Regions from separate parts of the Anser cygnoides genome. Here region 1 is linked to region 2. The links are chromatin contacts, called in public Hi-C maps. All regions are on one chromosome and are shown on one strand. Each heading gives the region's core, a stretch centred on a gene start, on an enhancer-like site or on the middle of the called end of the contact. The rest is flanking DNA. Distances are from core to core; before and after follow the strand shown. Region 1 holds the start of MSTO1 (misato mitochondrial distribution and morphology regulator 1). Region 2 overlaps ASH1L (ASH1 like histone lysine methyltransferase).

Evidence for each region. A called contact is a pair of places that touch in the nucleus more often than the background predicts.
Region 1: a contact with region 2 is called in a Hi-C map of liver, with 2.3 times the contacts expected there. The contact joins the promoter of MSTO1 here to the enhancer-like site in region 2. A contact is called at or near these places in 2 of 7 Hi-C or Micro-C datasets (both in liver).

The regions. Positions count from the first base shown.
Region 1 is chr33:3,339,852-3,344,297 of Taihu_goose_T2T_genome, forward strand. MSTO1 (misato mitochondrial distribution and morphology regulator 1) reads left to right here and starts at 2,222. Exons shown (of 14, transcript XM_066985904.1): 1 at 2,222-2,355; 2 at 2,441-2,549; 3 at 2,645-2,699; 4 at 2,773-2,848; 5 at 3,359-3,407; 6 at 3,759-3,897; 7 at 4,028-4,145; 8 at 4,243-4,377. The coding sequence starts at 2,278. It overlaps DAP3 (death associated protein 3), which reads left to right. Exons shown (of 13, transcript XM_066985908.1): 10 at 695-754; 11 at 1,493-1,582; 12 at 1,851-1,968; 13 at 2,086-2,202. The coding sequence ends at 2,171.
Region 2 is chr33:3,283,754-3,288,443 of Taihu_goose_T2T_genome, forward strand. It overlaps ASH1L (ASH1 like histone lysine methyltransferase), which reads right to left. Exons shown (of 28, transcript XM_066985888.1): 8 at 3,247-3,320; 9 at 1,645-1,690; 10 at 1,331-1,439; 11 at 739-945. Among named protein-coding and RNA genes, the nearest start is that of RUSC1, 27 kb to the left of the region's middle. Within about 2 kb of position 2,943, at least 2 of the 3 cell types and tissues checked have open chromatin away from gene starts, as enhancers often do. A contact at or near this core is called in liver, where this site is marked.

The DNA of each region.
Region 1 (4,446 bases), core at 972-3,471, 55 kb after region 2:
GAGCTGCCAACATCATCTATTGACGAGAACAACCTGAGTTATGTTTCTTTTCCTACTCTAAGGGTTTAGCTCGAGTGAGGAGTGCCAGCGATGCTGTAGGGGTGGTGCTGAAAGAGATAAAGCAGCAATGTCATCTTGGTTCGTTTAGAGTTCTTGTGGCAGTGGATGGCGTCAACGCGCTCTGGGGAAGGACTACGTTAAAAAAAGAAGACAAAAGCCCTGTAAGAAGTGATTTGCTCCGATGAAATTTCTGTGTATATAGCTGTACTGCAAGGGAGAGCAGGGGAGGGTGTATTGTTTGAAGTTCAAGAGTAATCCCTACTGTAGAACTTCTTATACGTAGTAAGGTACACATTTGGCTTGTCGCCTATAGTAAAATGCATGTTTGGCTTTGCTAGCTCAGAGGGACCTGCAGAATACATGCTGTTCTTTACACATTTTTTGCTGAAGAAAGTTCTCTCAATAAGAAGAAGGGATGTATACATAGTGTTTTGGTAGGAAAGGTTTGGGCACTTCTCCATGTAACATTACCAGGGCTGAATAGTGCTAAGTAAAAGCAAAGGAAAAAAATGCACCTAAATGATGCACACGAGAGATTTCCACTCTAGTTTAAAGTGGGGGGAGAAGAATTTATTTCTTGGATGAAAACTACTGGCAAAAAAAAAAAAAAGTCATACCAGACAATTTTCATTAGGTTTCTCCAGAGGAGCTGACACTAGTGTACAACCTAAGGAAGATGATGATGAATAACTGGGTGAGTCTTGTTCTTTACCTTCGGGTGCCTTATTTGCAGCAATTAAAGCTACGTGCTGGTAAGTGTAAAGCTGCAAACTAACATCGTGCTATTTCTTCAGTGAAGAGGAGCATAAGCACAATGCGACTGTTTAGGGTTAGTATCTCATCAATGTTTCTGACATCGGCCAGCAGCAGCTGTGTGTACCAGAGTATAAGAACAGCTTAAATGTGTAGTGATGATTTTCTTGAATGCCAAACTCCAGTTTGACTCACACTTCCTGAGGTAGCAGTTTTTAAAAACTCTTAATAACATTTTGTTTTATGATTTTGTTGAACTAATGAGAACTTTTAGTTTCTAGAAACTGTTAAACTTCGTGCTGTAGGAGGTTAATTCCTTCTGCTGCTTTTTCAGTCCCTTGCATGTTAATCTCTCAGGTAGTCTTCAGATTTAAATGTATACAGAGAATTTCTTTTAAAAGTCTCTTCGATGTTTCAGGTGTCATTCTTACTCATAAATGCCATTCATGTTTCAGTGCCAACACTTAAACACCAGCTCTCTTTCCTGTGCTGCATGTATACTTGGAATAGCCACGATTAACATACTTAGGAGCATTATATTGGGTCCATTACACAGAATTTTGGAATTGAAGTAACTGTGAGAACAGGGAAGAAAGGACCTCACTTGTTTAGAATCTGTAACTATTTCACAAATGCAAAGTTTGCAGGTAAAATATGCTGTAATCTACATCTCTTTTAGAATGGAGGTGCTATTGTGACAACGCTTAGCCAGACTGGCTCTCTATTCAAACCAAGTTCTGCATATTTGCCCCATGAGTTACTAGGAAAGGTGAGTTGTCTTTTTTTTTTTTTTCTTCCCTTTCTTTCACATTAGAAAACAAACAGAAATCCTTGTTTTGGAACTGTATTCAGGTCCAAAGATTGCAGGCTTTCTTTAATCATCTTCAGATCACGCGCATCGTTAGTTTCCTTTGCTTAATTCTGTGTGAGCTTGCCCCTTGCAGACAGCTCCACCAGTGCCACGAAGCTGTGCCCGTGTGCTCCTGACTGTCGGCAGCCTTCCTTTTGGCACTCTCAGGCTTCCCTTTCCCTTCCAGGAAGGATTCGACGCTTTGGATCCTTTTGTCCCTGTCCTAGTTCCCAACTACAGCCAGCGGGAATTTGAGAGCTGCTACCACTACTACCTCCATCGGAAATGGCTTCAGCACGAGCAAGGTGCGGCCTGAGCCGGCCGAGGGCCGGGCAGAGGCGGGCCGGGGGGGGATGCCGAGGGTCGGGGCCGGCCGCGGAGCCGCAGCCTCAGCGCCCCTTCTCGTCCCTCTTGTCTTGCAGCGCGCACGGAGGCCGGCAAGGAGGAGCTGCGCTTCCTGAGCGGCTCCAACCCGCAGCAGCTGGAGCGCCTGGCGGGGCCGCTGTAGCGCCATCAATAAAGGGCGGAGCCGCTCCCGCTGTCGCTCTCGGTGTCGGTGGCTGGAGGGGGGCCCGCGCCGTGACGCGCCTCCGGTTCCGCGGCCCGGCGGGGCGATGGCGGCGGGGGAGGCGGTGACGCTGCAGCTGGGCCCCTACGCGGGCTGCGTGGGCTCCCACTGGTGGGGGCTGCAGGTGGGCGGCGGGAGGAGGACGGGGGGGGGGGACCGGGAAGGACCGGGAGGGGGCCCGGCGCTCACCCGCTCGCCGTCCCCCGCAGGCCGCGGCGCCGCGCGGCTCCGCCGAGCTCGGCAGCGGGGCCCTGCTGAGGGCCGCGGGCGGCCGGGAGGAGAGCCGCACGCCGCGCCTCATCGCGCTGGAGCTGAAAGGTAGCGCCGGGAGGGCCGGCACGGGGTGAGGGAGGGCCGGAGGGAGGCCGGGGCGCGGCGGGGCCACCCCGCTCCCCGCTGCTCCCCTCTTGCAGGCGGCGTGGGCTCGCTGGGGCGCGGCGCCGCCTGCCCGGAGGCTCCGGCGGCCTGGTGAGTAGCGGCGGCGGGGGCGGTGCGGGGCCGCCGAGGGGCAGCCGGCAGCCGCCGCCGCTTTGCGTTGCAGGCGCGGGGACGTGGCGAGCTACGTGGAGCAGCCGGCGGCCGGAGGCGCCTCGCCGCGGGACCGCGGGCAGCGGACGGTGAGGGAGGGAGGAGCGGGGCCGGAGGCAGGGGCTGCGCCGGGGGCCTCGCCTCGGTTTCCCCGGGCGCGGCGCGGCGCCTCCGGGTCCCGTCCCTGGTGCAGAGCAGGGCGCCCAGCACCGCGTCTGGGTGGCGCTCGGAGATCTCCAGGGTCTCTCGGGGCTCCGCGCTCGCTGGGTACCCGTGCCGGGGCTCCGTCACCTGCCCGGCCGGGCCGTGCTTCCCGGTGCCCCGGCAGAGCCTCGGCACGACGTGGAGGCTCTGCTGGACACCGCTGGCAGGAGCCTGCTGCTCTCCGCGCCTCCCGGCAGCGATTGATGGACGTGGATGGGATCCCTCGGAGCTGCCTCCTCGTGGCTGAGCAGCCCCAGCTCTCAGCTTCTCCTCCCCACAGAGGGGCTACAGGCCTGTCCGCGGTCTGGTGTCCACACGTTGGGCTTTGTCCTGTACGTCCACGAAAAGAAGAGGCAAAGCGTCCCGTAACCACCTTCCCTGGGCTTTTTCTTTAGGGAGATGCTTGTTCTGATGGAAAGGGCAGCTTCGGCACTTCTCGTCAAGGTGTGCATGTGCTTTCTGTATGTTATGTTTTTGTCTTACCTGGTTTGTTCAGTCCTGATGGTTTTGGTTTCCTTGCTGAAGATCAAAGAATTCTGGAAAGGCAGAGCAGCCCTCGTGACTGCAGACTGATGGTAGATGGTTTGTCTGTGAACTAATACAAGGGCACAAGAGGAAAAGTTACAGAATAGCATTTCTTTGCTTAAAGAAGCATTTATTTGCTTAAAGAAGCAAACAGGTTGAGCAACTGTACCACACAACTTCAGGGGAAGCTTTTTTCCCCATTTGCCTTTCCTATCAAGGGGATATTCAGAGTGGAAAAGATGTTGGCTCTTCATACTGCTCTCTTTCCAGATGCATCTTCTGCCCCTGTGCAGCTCGATGTTTCCCAGGATGTTTACTCAGGTAGCAGCATGCAGGTCTGGTCCGATTACCTCAATGTGCAGCTGCATCCCCGGAGCATCTACGTCATCCAGCAGTACAATCACAACGGGTAGGTCTTAGCAGAAGGCTAACAGGCAACAGCCATTTAGTTCAGAATTTGTTATCCAGAACAGGATCTTAATTTTGTCTTCAGGGGAACATTAAGAGAGAGTAGAATAAGAGCTTTTTCTACTTTTTAGGGAGTCTGGTCGTCTAGAAGCCTTTGGACAAGGTGAAAGGCTCCTGCAAGAGCATGGCTGTGTAGAGGAGCTGGAAGATCGGTTGCACTTCTATGTCGAAGAGTGTGATTATCTGCAGGTTTGATAGCTCAGTCCAACCTCCCCCCCCTTTCTTTTTAAACAAACTTCTTTTAAGATTGAACAGAAACTCATGTCATGTCTCTTGTTTTACACAGGGATTTCAAGTCCTCTGTGACCTACACAGTGGGTTCTCTGGAGTTGGTGCCAAGGTGACAGAACTGCTCTACGATGAGTATTCAGGAAAAGGAATCCTGACCTGGGGCTTGACTCCAGTCATGCATAACATGGGGGTAAGTAACTGAAAAAAAAACAAGAATATGTAAAGCTATCATGCCCAATCTGAATTAAATGATCTCGTT
Region 2 (4,690 bases), core at 1,693-4,192:
GTATACATTTCATGTTGATAACCTGTGTGTGGAAGAGAAAATGCAAGTATACATTCTTCGATGTGTATATGTATGCATGTGTACAACAATCAGCTCCTCCCTTTCATTATCTGGGGTTGGACACAATTTCTGCAGTTACATCCATGGATTACAGCTACTTCTTTTTCGCAAGAGAGCAACAGTGACAAGAGAGTCAGTTGTGTCAACAGTTATCTCTGTATGAGGAGATCGGATTTGCCTTCTGATGGAGCTCTAAGAGAAGCACATATGTCTCGCCAAACTAAATTATCCTCTGATGTTATGTAGTTAACAAGACTCATAATTTCTTTCTTCCATTAGGTATTAGTGCTCCCACTTGTTCTTTTGTCTTCATACCTATCTGCGAAAGCTCATTTCTTTTTCTGCCCCATTCTGCCCCCTCGATTCTATTTTTCACAATTCAAATTCTGCACAGTACTCATAATATCAAATTCACATTCACTTGTGGCATTTGGCATTTACAGAGCAGATGTTGCATTCCATACACTAATCACTCCTCTATTTGACTGAGAAAAAGCTGGTTGATCAAGAAAGCTGAATTCTAAGCCTTCCTTCTGGTGGCAGTGACCAGAAAAGCATTCTTTTTTCTTTCCATTATTCTCCCATTCATTTCTGTCTTAGGATTTCCCAACAATTATAATAGATGCTAAAGTCATTTATTGAGCCTTACATGCTAAAATAGTGAATAAATATTTCTACCTGAATTCTTGCTCACTAACAACTTCTCCCAGATATTCAATGATAAACTGTCCTGCTTTCAGGGGTTCTTTGGTACGAATACCCCATCCTTTCTCCTCAGCCCGGAACCTTTCCAGGCACTGCACCCATTCGTGCCTCTGTATCCGCTGGTTACAACACTGTTCACCACAAGGGCAGGTGTTTGGTGAACACTCCGCAAAGATCATCCTAAAATAAAGAACAAAGAAGTTGAAAGAAGACAAACAGAATACTCTTTAAACTATCACACAAGCAAAAAACCTTCCTCTGTTAAGTAAAAGTTAATTAATAATTAAAATGCTTCTTGTTTTCGAGGCACAATTCACACAAAAATTCACACCCCGGCTCTCACTGATATTCAAAGAGCAAGATGTAGCTTTTATTGGGATATTCCTCTGAAGAAAAGGTAGAGGAATACCTGCAGCAGAGAGTTACAATGTTTGCTCTTTAACAAAACCATTTTTTTTAACAGGTGTGCATTCAGCACAACTCTCTTCTTAAAATATTATTAGTTTATGTGAAATAATACATATGTTGAAATTCTCTTATTATTTACAGTCAACCTGTTTCTAACCTGTTAAGACAGTCTTCCACACAGCCCTTTCCGTTGCCATCATCTGGTTTCTTACAATTGCAGGTAGTGGCCTCATAGCCAGAAAGAGGTTTGACATCCACATAGACATCTATAGAGGGGAGGGGAAAAGAAAAGGAGAGGGGGGAAATTCTTGCCAGGTGAAAAATGTAACTATCTAGAAATTTTTCAATCCACTTACGTAAAGCAAAAATAGAAGTTGGAAGTGTCTTTGTTAGGATGAAGAGCACAAAAGAAAGGAGGAGTGTTATGAAAATTCCAGTTGTACATTTTAGTAACAATAAGATTTTACTTACTAGAACGGATTTTTTTATAAAGTGGGACATCTGGCTTTTTATACAACTAAAAGGAAGAGAAAGAAAATTTTAATACATTGCATAACTGCATCTGTTATTCAAAAGAATCAGGGAAATTATGTCCTGTTAATATATAAAGGTTTTGTAATCATTACTAGATAATTTGATTCTATGAAATATATCTGCATTCTCTTCTTTAGGCCCAGATTACATTTAGAAAGAGGTCACAGAAGTACCCAATCAAGTAGAAGTTATGCTTAATGAAGTAGCTAAGCAGTTTTTCTAACATACTGCTTATTCCCTCCATAACATCTGAACAGAACGAGATGTTATCATGAGGACCAACTATTTTGGGATTATTCTGAGCAATGCTGGTTTTTTTCAATATTTAAAAGAAGAACAATTATTTAAAACTACTTTGGAGAAAGTATCTTTGGTGGAATTATCACATGCCAACATTTAAAAAAAAAAGTGAAAAAGTAAAATTAAGGTGATAATCAAAACTGTGACTACAGGTAACAACCAAGAGAAATGAAGATTCCATCTTCTAATTAGAAAAGCGTCCTCTGCAGATGCAGATGACTGGAGGGAAAAGGGAAATTCTTTCAGACAAGCTTTAAGGAATAATTTCAAATTACTACATATATAACCCACGTACTGCACTAAGAGCCTTCCATCAGTAACATACATGGCAGACAGGCATTGTACGAACTATACAAATGTTGTACAAACAAGACTATTCTGTAATGGTTTTCAATATTCTAGGTAGCTATGGAAAATGTCAAGGAAATAGATCATATGTATCCATTATTTATGCAATATTGAACAGATAAGTCAGGCAGATGTAGGCAATCTTCAGTACACGGCAAGAAACTGTCCTCAGCTGAAATGTCAAGAGCTATCATTACTTTAAGATTACATTTTGGTGGTATTTCAAAAGGTAGCTGGAGCCACAACCACCTGGGAATTTGTCTTGCTCATTCACATGCTTAAGTTACATGTCTCAGAGCGCTTTCTTGCTGTACAGCTGGGGACAGATCTACCTTCCAGCATTAAATCCTGTGTTAAATCACTTGGTGGAAACTTCTCAGGGAAAAAAAAAAAAAAAATCCTATTTTTAGTTTTGCACATATTTAAAGCTCTTTAAAAAGAATGTGACTGTTAAACACTTTCTCTTCTTTCCTCAGTACGAAAATTTCAGCTTGCAAGTGAAAAATAAATTCCACTCTGCTGGGAGTGATCCAAGAAAAATAAGGCCTGAAATTTCTCTGTGCTGTTGGCAGTACATCTGAATTCTCCTGAGGCGTGTCTAAAACAAGATCATTGCAGAAAGCAGGCACACTACCAAAATAAAAGTCTGCAGCAAAACTAATGACTTTTTTGGCAGAAACCTATAGGATTGCTATTTTGTAAAAGATAGAATAATGGAAACTCTTCACATTTAATACATATGCAAATCCTTTTTTCCTCACCCAGTGGCAGCAATAAGAATATTCATTAATACATAGAATATATAAACATAGCTTTCATGCAAGAATTCTATTTTTTTTTTCCAAGACTTCCAATCATAATCTTGGCAACGAGTAACTTTTTATCTTGTACCTGATTGTGTTTCCACTGCCAGAGGATGTCGTAAGGCAGCTGGAAGTCAATTCTCTTTTGTCTGAGATACTTCCCTGAAACAAAAAGGTTTATAAGTTGTACACATTCATATTCACATATCCCCAAGGGGCAAAAAGGACTGCTCCTAGGCATACTGCCAGAATTCTGACAGGGCCTCTCCATGTCTGAAAGTCAAAAAGGCAGAATAGCAGAATCTTCCGAGAACATTTTATTTATTAGTGACGAGCACAGGAAAGAGCATTCCATCTTGCTAGCCTTTGCATTCTACTCTGGTTTTGCACTGAGGTTTAAAGCTGTATAGACACCACGTAAGCTACTGTCTCAGAAACGAGATGGGCTTGCTGAGTTAGGTGACAGAGGGGAGCTGCATTCTGCTTCGATGACTGAACTTTAAGGGTGTCATTAAACTTTAACAGTTACAGTTAAAGTCTGAAGAGCCCTGCCAGGAACCCTGCAGGTGTTTGTCCAGGAGGGGTTAACTGAATGCAAGTTACAGAACAGCAAATAATTGACAAAACTGAAGACGGCTCTGTGTCATACAGCAGACACTGGTAACTCCTTGCAGCAATCCCAAACAAAGGAGATGCTTTCTCCTTAGCTGTGTACATACTAAAATGACTTAGCACAGAGATCAAACACATATACAAAAATTCTGCATATGTGATTCATACAAGGTGGTAAATCACAGTAGTGTACTTAAAGGAAACAGATTTTGAGTTTTGAAAAGTTTCCAAACCTTTTCCTACAACCTTTACCAAAGTAATTCAGACTTGACAAAGACATTCCTAATTGTTTCAGAATGACTTCAGGATATTTTCAGCAATATTTGAAACTTTTTAGACAGGAGACACTGCTTTCACTGTAGATTTTGTCTTTATTCCAAAACTTACCGTCACCCCAATCCTTTCCTAAAGGAAGGAAACTGACTTAATAAATGCTCTGTTAATATTAAGACCTGAGGCTTGACACAAGTGCTAGGCTACTTCTAGCTAAGATTAAAATGTTCTCTTGGCATGTTGTTGGAAAATTGTCACAAAACTGTAGCGAGAAGAGTGACTAAAGATGAGGTGTCAGTCTCATGTCAGATTTTCCCAGGTTTTCTAAATGGTGATAAATGCCTTTACGTTCCTCCAGCAATAGACTGTGATTTTGTGTAAATTCACATGCATACCCTCACAACTGGAAATTAAAATTGTGCTGTTTTCCTTACAATGTACTCCTAAATTACTTTTTATTTTCAATGCTTTATTCATCCATAGCAGGTTCCAGGAAAGAGCTAAATCTGCCGGGAATTTGCTTTCACTTCTATGACCTCACCAGGCGAAACAAAAGGCTCTTTCAAGTGCCCTGGCACCGTGCCTGCAGTATGTGGAATGTCCTTCCAGCCCTCATCAAGTAGGCACTAGTACAGTTATCTGGCACA